Regions from separate parts of the Sus scrofa genome. Here region 2 is linked to region 1. A link is a contact called in public HiChIP or PLAC-seq data. All regions are on one chromosome and are shown on one strand. The core of a region is the stretch at or near the end of the contact, and the rest is flanking DNA. Distances in the headings are between cores, read along the strand shown. Region 1 overlaps ZNF521 (zinc finger protein 521). Region 2 has its middle 190 kb from the start of SS18.

The links. HiChIP or PLAC-seq counts read pairs in DNA pulled down with a chosen protein or histone mark.
Region 2: a contact with region 1 is called in an H3K27ac HiChIP or PLAC-seq map of skeletal muscle, with 4 times the contacts expected there. The contact joins two enhancer-like sites. A contact is called at or near these places in 1 of 47 Hi-C or Micro-C datasets (heart right ventricle) and 1 of 2 datasets of contacts at active chromatin or transcription factors (skeletal muscle).

What each region holds. Positions count from the first base shown.
Region 1 is chr6:110,002,534-110,006,953 of Sscrofa11.1, forward strand. The region is part of intron 2 of ZNF521 (zinc finger protein 521); the gene reads right to left. Among named protein-coding and RNA genes, the nearest start is that of ZNF521, 120 kb to the right of the region's middle. Within about 2 kb of position 2,683, at least 33 of the 83 cell types and tissues checked have an H3K27ac peak or open chromatin away from gene starts, as enhancers often do. A contact at or near this core is called in skeletal muscle, where this site is marked.
Region 2 is chr6:110,596,381-110,600,885 of Sscrofa11.1, forward strand. No RefSeq gene overlaps it. Among named protein-coding and RNA genes, the nearest start is that of SS18, 190 kb to the right of the region's middle. Within about 2 kb of position 3,026, at least 17 of the 83 cell types and tissues checked have an H3K27ac peak or open chromatin away from gene starts, as enhancers often do. A contact at or near this core is called in skeletal muscle, where this site is marked.

The DNA of each region.
Region 1 (4,420 bases), core at 1,433-3,932:
AGTTTCACAAGGGCCAGATTGTAATAGCGTATTTTGTTTGGAAAGTTCAAGAGGTGGCCCACCATTTCTTCCTTTTGCAAAAGCTTCAGCAGCATGAACTTCCTTAGCCAAACAGGACCTGCACTTTGAGGTGAGCGGAGACAAAGCAACTGGTGAAAAACTGGAAACAGGAAAAGTGATAAATGATTATGGTAAATGCTGAAAGATTTATGAGTAACAAAGAGAAGACAAACAAGCCTGAAAGCCAGATATAACCTTAGCGAGTTATGCATAAAGTAACTCTACCTTATATTAGATGTGTGTGTTTTTTTTTTTTTAACCATATTCAAGCAAGTGTAAGCTCTTACTTCTGCCACTTTGCTAACATCAAAGTGGAAAATGAGACCTTCTCAAATAGATTGTGAGACCTCTTTTTGGCTTTTCAAAACAAACTACCATTCAAGATCAGAAGACATTGTAAAAGCTTCCCACTCTCCAAAGGAGCAAGATTTTTCCAGCGCAAACAAGTAAAGACCATGGAGTGGAGCTGGTGGAGACAGTGATTCGATTGGAATAATAAGTTCAACTGGACTGTTATTGGAGTATTCTAATAATATTCAATCAGAATATGATCCGGTACATTTTTAAGTTCTTCAAAGCTGAAGTTCAGTAGCAAGCTATATTATTAACATAAAAGTAGAAACTGGCGAGCATTATGTAAACAAATTCCACGTCTGCTTTCTTTAAGGTAACAAGATTTTACTAGATTATCAACCTCCTGCTTATCCACAGGAAACAGATGAGGATCATTCCTTTCCTGCATCTAGAAACTGATGACAACACCATCTCACTATCAATGCCAGATGGCAACCATCTAACTCTGAGAAAACAACCAAACACCATTCCTGGATCCCTGCCCACTGCAACAAAGCTTTGCAATACAAGTTGAAAAACCGCATGATTTTGCATCCTCCTTTACGTGAGTCTATAACCCAACATGTTTCCAGCAGAAAAAAGGATCTGATAAGTGTGGGTGTGATTTCAATGTAAAGGTGAATACATATAAAGAATATACATAAACTCATCACTCAACACAGAAACGATTTTGAAAAACTAAAAACAAAAATTGCAATGATGATCTAGCTTTTCACTTAAAAAAAGAAAAAAGTAAGCCACTTAAAGCTGGCAGCCCTGAAACAAACCAAAGTTTTTAAATAGTTCTCCTAAGTAGACCATTTACTATTTATTAAATTTGCTCAGGATTCTAAAAAAAAAATACCACTTTTCACACATTTATTGTTTAGGCTTACATCCTGTTGTTTCACTTAAAAAATATTTTCAAACACATCATCTCGTTTGTACAATGAAGAATTAGTTGGAGAAAACAGTGAATCAGAATTTGTCATGCATCTACACTGAAAGAATGGAACTATTGAGCCTGAAAATGTAGCAAGTGAATTTATTATTAAATTGCAGATTGTGTCCAGGCATGATATATTATTATACAAATGCGCCAAGAATTATAGAGCAATAGACCATTAAAAATAGTGTGCAAACCCTGATACCATGCTTAAATCAGGTGCTTGTCTGTGGGCCATGCCTGACTATACCTATTACATAACTGTTCTTCTAAGCTTGTAAATTCCTACGACACTGTCAAGGGAGCTGAGGGTTAGGATCAAGTTTGTACTTGAACCAAGATTCAAGGGAGCTAGCAAACTCTTCCTCTCTCTCTCCTGTCTCTATTACTTGATCTTGGGGAAAAGAAACCATAATGATCACAGATGATGTGCCTTTGTAATACACAGAAATCACCTACCTCATTTATATGGCTTAGGCTGGTTTACTGAGCACAAGTGAAAGGTTTGGGCAGGGAATGCTACTTTTAGAAAAATAAGCACAGAGTTCCCATCATAGCTCAGCAGTTAATGAACCCGACTAGCATCCATGAGGACACAGATTCGATCCCTGGCCTCGCTCAGTGGCTCAGTGAGTTAAGAATCCGGCGTTGCCGTGAGCTGTGGTGTATGTAGGTCATAGACACAGCTCAGATCCCGTGTTGCTGTGGCTGTGGTGTAGCTGGTAGCTACAGCTCTAATTGGACCCCTAGCCTGGGACCCTCCATATGTTGCCGGTGCAGCTCCTAAAAAGACAAAAGAAAAAAAAAAAAGAAAAACAAGCAAAGGTTTCATAATAGGCTGGTTTCTTTTACAAAAATCTACATTGTATAGTGTTCACCCCTAGTATATAGATGAACCTATCTTCCTGAGATGCACAGGGAACTCACTGACAAAATTCCCAGGGGTGTTGGACCACGCTTTAAGGGGATCAGAATCGCCCAAGACTTCCGTGGGTGGTGGTGGTGTTGCCAGAATCCTTTGAGATTTGCCTAAGTCTTTAGAAGGTACCCATCCCCATTACCTTAAGTTTTTTGGCAGTCACAGCACACACTGTGCTTAACTGGGTAATGCAGACTTCCACGATTTCGAGTTCTTTTTCTCATATGGAAGAAACCATGGAGGAGTCTTTCAGCTCCCCTTACTGAGTCAACTTGAACTTTTTTTCCCTTCAGCACTCACTAAGTGCTACTTACAGGAATGTCTTTCTGTGTTATGGCAAGTTTTCCGCATTTCACTGTGAAGTACTTAACATGGCCATGTTAAATTTTAATTTTTGGAATCAGTCACTTCACACTAGCTGACTCTGTCTCGAAGAGCTATAGCTCTTACAACAGGAAGGAAAACAAAACAAAACAACTTTGCTGGAAACCAGCTCTGTGGCCTAAAAGTCTATTTAAAGATGCAAATGTGTGTGCATAGTTAGTGCAGATGTTTTTCTACAGCAACTGTACTTGCCGAGTTTCACCATTTCCATAAAGCACATTAAAACAAGTGTGTGAACACTCGGAGATGAAAGTCTCCAACACTCCTGAGACTTTCAGTGGAAAGGAGAGCCGCCTGACTTTTCTCCAAGCAGACAGGAATGCCCATGATTCAGCAGCCTGAGTAAATAAAAGAGGTCCTTATTTCCTAATTTTGCTGGCTGGCCACACTGCAGCAGCCTCTGTGCTCCTGCCAAAGGGGATGCAGATCTGGAACTACACCCAGCCACTGAAGGCCTGCCTTTGTTAGCCAGCCAGGCTTTCCCGACCATCTTCTGGCAACAAAACTGCCATATCCTGCAAGGAAGACCTCCATCTCAGGCTTGATGGTTCTCTAGTCTGCCTGAAAGGACGAAACAACAGATTTTGCTGGGTCTGCGTCGGAGGAGGACAGCTGGAAACTCAGTTAGCAGCGGAGCAACACCTGTTCGCTCAGATTTATGGGGGAAAGTGCTCACTAACAGAAAAGTGAAGTCATCCTAGAAGGAGATACTGCACAGAGAGAAAAAGACACCAGAGCACAAATACCTCTGTGACCTGAGCCACGGCCCCTTGTGTGCCAACCTTAGAGCTTGAAGGGGAGGGCAAAGGTTGGCTCTGATTGCATCCTGGCTGTTGGGGGATGGACAGACCAACAGTCCCCGGACAGGGTTGCTGGGTGGCCAAATGGGGGGCTGATAATGTCCCTTTACAGCCCGTCATTGCGGGAGAAAAATGCTGAGGTCCTGGTCATTCTTTGGCTTTTCGAGTCCAACTGAAATAGCCGATAGAAAAATAAGATCAAAAGAGGAAGAAGAGAAGATGTGCAGGAAGGTTTGGGGTGATGCCAAAGCTTTTTTGGCACCACGTAAGCATGTCTTAGTCTTAGGGTAAGGTATGCGCTTCCGGAGGGCAGGGACCAAGCCTTTTAGAATGTTGACTCCAACAATATGGGCAATTCTGGGATTACTAAGGAGAAAGAAAGAAAGTAAATCGACTCACTGCAGATGTTAAAGAAGCGATCGGAATCTCTGAAGTGAAGGAAACTCCCAATACGTTTAGGTCTTCGTAGGGCTGGGCACACAAGAAGGTGGCTCACTGACGTCCTTCTGCTACCTGAGTTCATTCACTGTAAGGGCAGGGTACTCCCTAAACTGCCCTTCTGGGACTCAGTATCATGTGTATGCAAGGGCCACACAGAAGGATTTCCTTCATAGGGCCAGGATTTACATGGCTGGTTGCCTTTCAAGGGAGGAAAAGAAGCATGAATACTGACAACTCTGGTACCTGCGTTTTCAGAGGGCAATGACTCAGAATGAGAACTAAAAGTCAAGAGTCTGGAGTTTTATTTCTAGCTTCATAGCTGACTTAGAGAGTGACCTGGCCAAGTCATTTAATCTGCCCCTACCTAGGTATTTCACCTGCAATATGAAGATAATAATTCTTGCTACTTACCCTCTGGGGTGTTACAAAGATTAGTGGATGTTTCTAGGGCACCTATCAGCACTGGAAGAAAAGCTGCATATGTAAACAAAGAGATTCATATCTGTCGCATGTATTTACATTTCCACATGTAAGCGT
Region 2 (4,505 bases), core at 1,776-4,275, 590 kb after region 1:
TTGTGCATGGGAAATTTGGGACAAGAGTAGATAATTAACTAGGCAGTCACTTAAAAGATTATGGCTCAATTCACTCCCTGTTGAGCACAGAATCCTGAATTAAGAGAAGCCATAGAGATGGAGCTCTGTGAAATAGCTTGCATTAGTGAAACAGTGGATATTTCACTCTTGCTCTCAGAACATTCGTATATATCTCCCATTCCCATGGAAACCCACCAGTGAGAAGGTTACTTCCCAATACTATTATGCTGCTACACAAGGAGCTAAACAGGTATAGAGTAACAGATTTGAATTAAGTTGGTACAAATTAGCCCTTAACTCAAGTAGCCAGGTACAGGTATCTCTGAACAAGCATTGTGGTTCAACTGATGCCTAGTTATACATTCTAACCCAGGGATCCATGAACTTTTTGTTAAAGATAGCAGTAGTAAATATTTTAGGCTTTGTGGGCCATATAGTCCTTGTCACAACTACTCAACACTATCATTACAGGGTGAGAGCAGCCATAAACAATACATACACGAATGGATGTGGCTCGGCTCCAATCAAACTTGATTTTTTTTTCTTTCTGACCATGCCCCTGACATGTGAAGTTCCCAGGCCAGAGATGAAACACACACAACAACCTCAACCCAAGCCACTACAGCAGCCATGCTGGAACCTTAACCTGCTGACCCACAGGAGAACTCCAAACCTGATTTACAAAAACAGGAAAGCAATATTTGCCGCTCTGTGGTATAACCTGTAAAGTAAGGTGACATCTCTTCTTAGCTTAAGTAATGTGGTGCAAAAACGCAAGAACATTTCCATAGCCTGAGTACTCACTATCTCTTACCCAGACTGCTGTGGTAACTTCTGATTTCTGACTAGCTTTTGCATGTTCTGATTTGTCTTATGCAACTCCACCATCATTTTACCACCAAAATTCAATCCTGATTATAGGACCACCTTGCATAAAAACTTCCCATGTTTCATAGTCATTTCAAGAATGAAATACGGAGTTCCCGTCATGGCACAGGGAAACAAATCCGACTAGGAACCATGAGGTTGCAGGTTCGATCCCTGGCCTCGCTCAGTGGGTTAAGGATCCGGCACTGCTGTGAGCTGTGGTGTAGGTCACAGATGCAGCTTGGATCTGGCACTGCTGTGGCTCTGGTGTAGGCTGGCAGCTGTAGCTCAGATTCAACCCCTAGCCTGGGAACCTCCATATGCCACTAGTGTGGCCCTAAAAAGACAAAAACAAAAAAAATTTCTTCATCAGGAAAACAATCCCTGTCTAGATTCCAACCTACTGGTAAAAGTCTTTCTTCCATATGCTAGCCTGCAGTTCTGCTGAAGTGTCAAATAGTCTCTAAATACGTCATACTCTATTACTCTTCAAATATTTTCACATACTACATTAGTCAGAGCATCAAATGCCAACTACCCCAACAGACAGGCTTAATACAGTAAAAATCTACCCCTTTCTCCGATGAAGTATGATATAGGTCTGAGGGGGCATTCCTCCATCCAGTAACTTAGAGATCCAGGTTCCCTCCACCTCGTGACTCATCCTTTTCAAAATATTACTACCAAATGTGGGACAGCAGGAGAAAAGAGAAATGGAAGGTGCCTAGGATAGTAAGTAAGGCATCCTTTCTGTTCGCGATCCCATTCACTAAGATTCAGTCACATGACCTCAATCCAACTGCAAGCAATCTGAAAAATACAGGGGAGCACAGAGACAATTCGTCAGTACAAATTGTCTCAGCCATGTATATGCCCTCCCATTGCTTAGAATAGCTCTTTGCTTTTCTTTTTAGTCAATACATTTTCATCTTCCAAGCTCAGATCAAATGTCACCTTCTTGACCTCTTCAGACAATATTTCCCCTCTCTGATGCTCCCATAAGTAATATAAATATCTACTGTGTGTGTATTCCACTTTACAATTATTTGTCTGAGCATCTAACTCCAGTTAAGAAGATTACCTTTCTCATCGATGACATCCCAGAACCATGCCAAGCACCTATAAACACATAATACATACTTGATATGTGAATGAATGAATGAATGAATGAACCAAGATGAGCTCTAGAAAGATTTGCCCATGGAAACAAAAAAGCAAAGAAATTGACTTTCTCATAAGCCCTAATCACGGGTCTGACTTCCTAGTTAAGTATGAAGCTGCCTGTGGTAAATGAGCTCTCACAAGAGTGATTCCTGGACCAAATTCATTAACGTTGAAAACAACTAAAAGAGCCACATGATTATAGTGTACCCTATAAAGTTTAAAACAATATAATATTTTGATCCTGGAACTGGAAGACTTGAAAAGTTTCCAGTTGGGAGCAGGAGCTGTTGTTGAGACTCACTGTCCTAGGGCTTTCCTCCGAGAAAATGGGAGAATTGGATGGGTGGTGCAAGTATTTCCAGGCGGCCAGCCAAGTTAGTGATCCCAGGCATGTGTGTGTTGTGAGACACACTGTCCTTCTCCCAGGCTGACATCTGCATCCCCTCCCAGTCTAATCAAGTCTTTCTTATTTCTCCAAAATAAAGACCACATTCATAAAAAGTCAGTGAAGTCCATCCTTCTTGCAAAGCAGAGAAATGTCAGGAACTGGAAGTCTCTGCCTGGCGCTTTTGGTAGCCTGCTGCATTCTGACTGAGGTTAGGTAACCATAACAAAAAGCAAAACGAATGACTTCAGTGAAAAGTTTGCCCGGGGCAAAGCCAAGAGGTATGATATTTCTCTTGGATGACAATCAACAGAGGCACTTAAACTAATGTAGGAATTGTTCAAAATTCTGGAGACAAGTGTAATATATTTAAGGACTCTTAAGGGTTTGTTTTTGTTTTGTTTTGTTTTTCAAGTTTTTAATTTCTTTAGTTGGTTGGCTTTTGTCCTCCTTGCCCCAAAGAATTCATTAAGGACTTAGTCATGAATTTGGGGCTAGTGTTAAAAGAGCTGCCTTAATATCAGTGCTCTGTGGTTTATAAGCTCACCATTTTCCCAGGAGGATCTGGAGTCATATTAGCTGTAACTCTGCTAAACACATCTCTCAATGAATCCCTGCCATTAGCACCAAAAATTCCAGCTGGTTGACTAGCTGTGGGCAACATCTCATCTCGCTGACAAAATCTACCATCAGCCTCGATTAGTTTGGAGAGCTTGTCTCATCAGAAAAGCTCCATGACAAATCTACTTCGGGGGCTGACGTTAAGCCACTGCCACCAGGACAAAGGTCAAAATACATTTGAGTTCTCGACTCGTGTGAAAACTTATCACTGAAGTACGACTTCTTGCTGAAGGACAGGAGATGCCCTACACTGAGGGTGAAAATTGGCTCCGTGGGGAAAGCTTCAAAGCCATTTCAACCATTAAAATGTGACTGGACATATCAGGAAAACAGAAGGGGCTGAAGCGGAGAGTGGGGATGCCATGGGGAGCTGATAAAGAACTTGCTCCAGAAAATGGCCTGGTGCCGATATCATTGTTCTCATTGGCAAGAAGCATTGGGGTCAGAGCCTCATTACAAATAAGCTGTTTAGCATACCAACTATTGGTGTATTTGCCACGTTTAGACAACTTCATGTCAAAGATTAATAATGCCAATGTGGACTGCCTCTCTGAGATGTGCTAAAGCTTGCCACCCAGAAGGAAAATAAAGATTCTGTAGTACTTTAAATCTGTTCAACAGAGTGAGACACAGAAGCTGCTCGAAAGCTTGGTAAAACGAGACAATGCTCAGCTGCTCCTGGATGTGATAAGAGTGGCTTATCCAGTGCAGTGGTTTTGGAGAGTGGTCACCAGGCCAGCAGCATCAGCATCACACACAAACTCACTTGAAATGAAGAATCTCTGGCCACAGCCTAGACTTGCTGATTCAAAAACTCTATCATTAGGACCCAGCAATGTGTTTTAAGGAGCCTCCGGGTCAGTCCAATACCAACTCGAGTCAGAGCACCACTGCTTCATGGTCAGCTCCTAACCCAACCACCCACTCAACAGATGACCTATGGAAGTCACTTAACCTTACTGTCCTTCGATCCTGTTCCATCTAGAAAATAGTTATTTCAACCACTGTGGTCTGAACCTGCTACCTCCCTCCATGTTCCTGGCTAGATGGTCAGAACAACCTATTCTGAACATCTCTCTTTCTTCTGCAAAGGTCCTGGAGTTGCCAAGATGTATCCAGACCTCATTTTGCATAAATCTATGCCCTCTGAGGAACTGAGCTTAACAGGGCTGTTGTTTTTGTTTATTTTTAACTTGTCCTGGATTTGAATATGGAAAAGACTAAAGGATTCCAGACCAGAGTCTGTCTAGATCAGGGATTGACCAAATCTGGCCAGATGCCCATTTTTGTAAGTGAAGTCTTACTGGCTCACAGCCACACCCACTCACTGCACACCATCCAGGGCTACTTGCCAGCTATAACAGCAGTGTTGAGGAGACGTGACAGAGACACATTAGCCCTCAAGGCCTAAAATATTTACTCTCTGTTCCTTTACAGAAAGCACTTT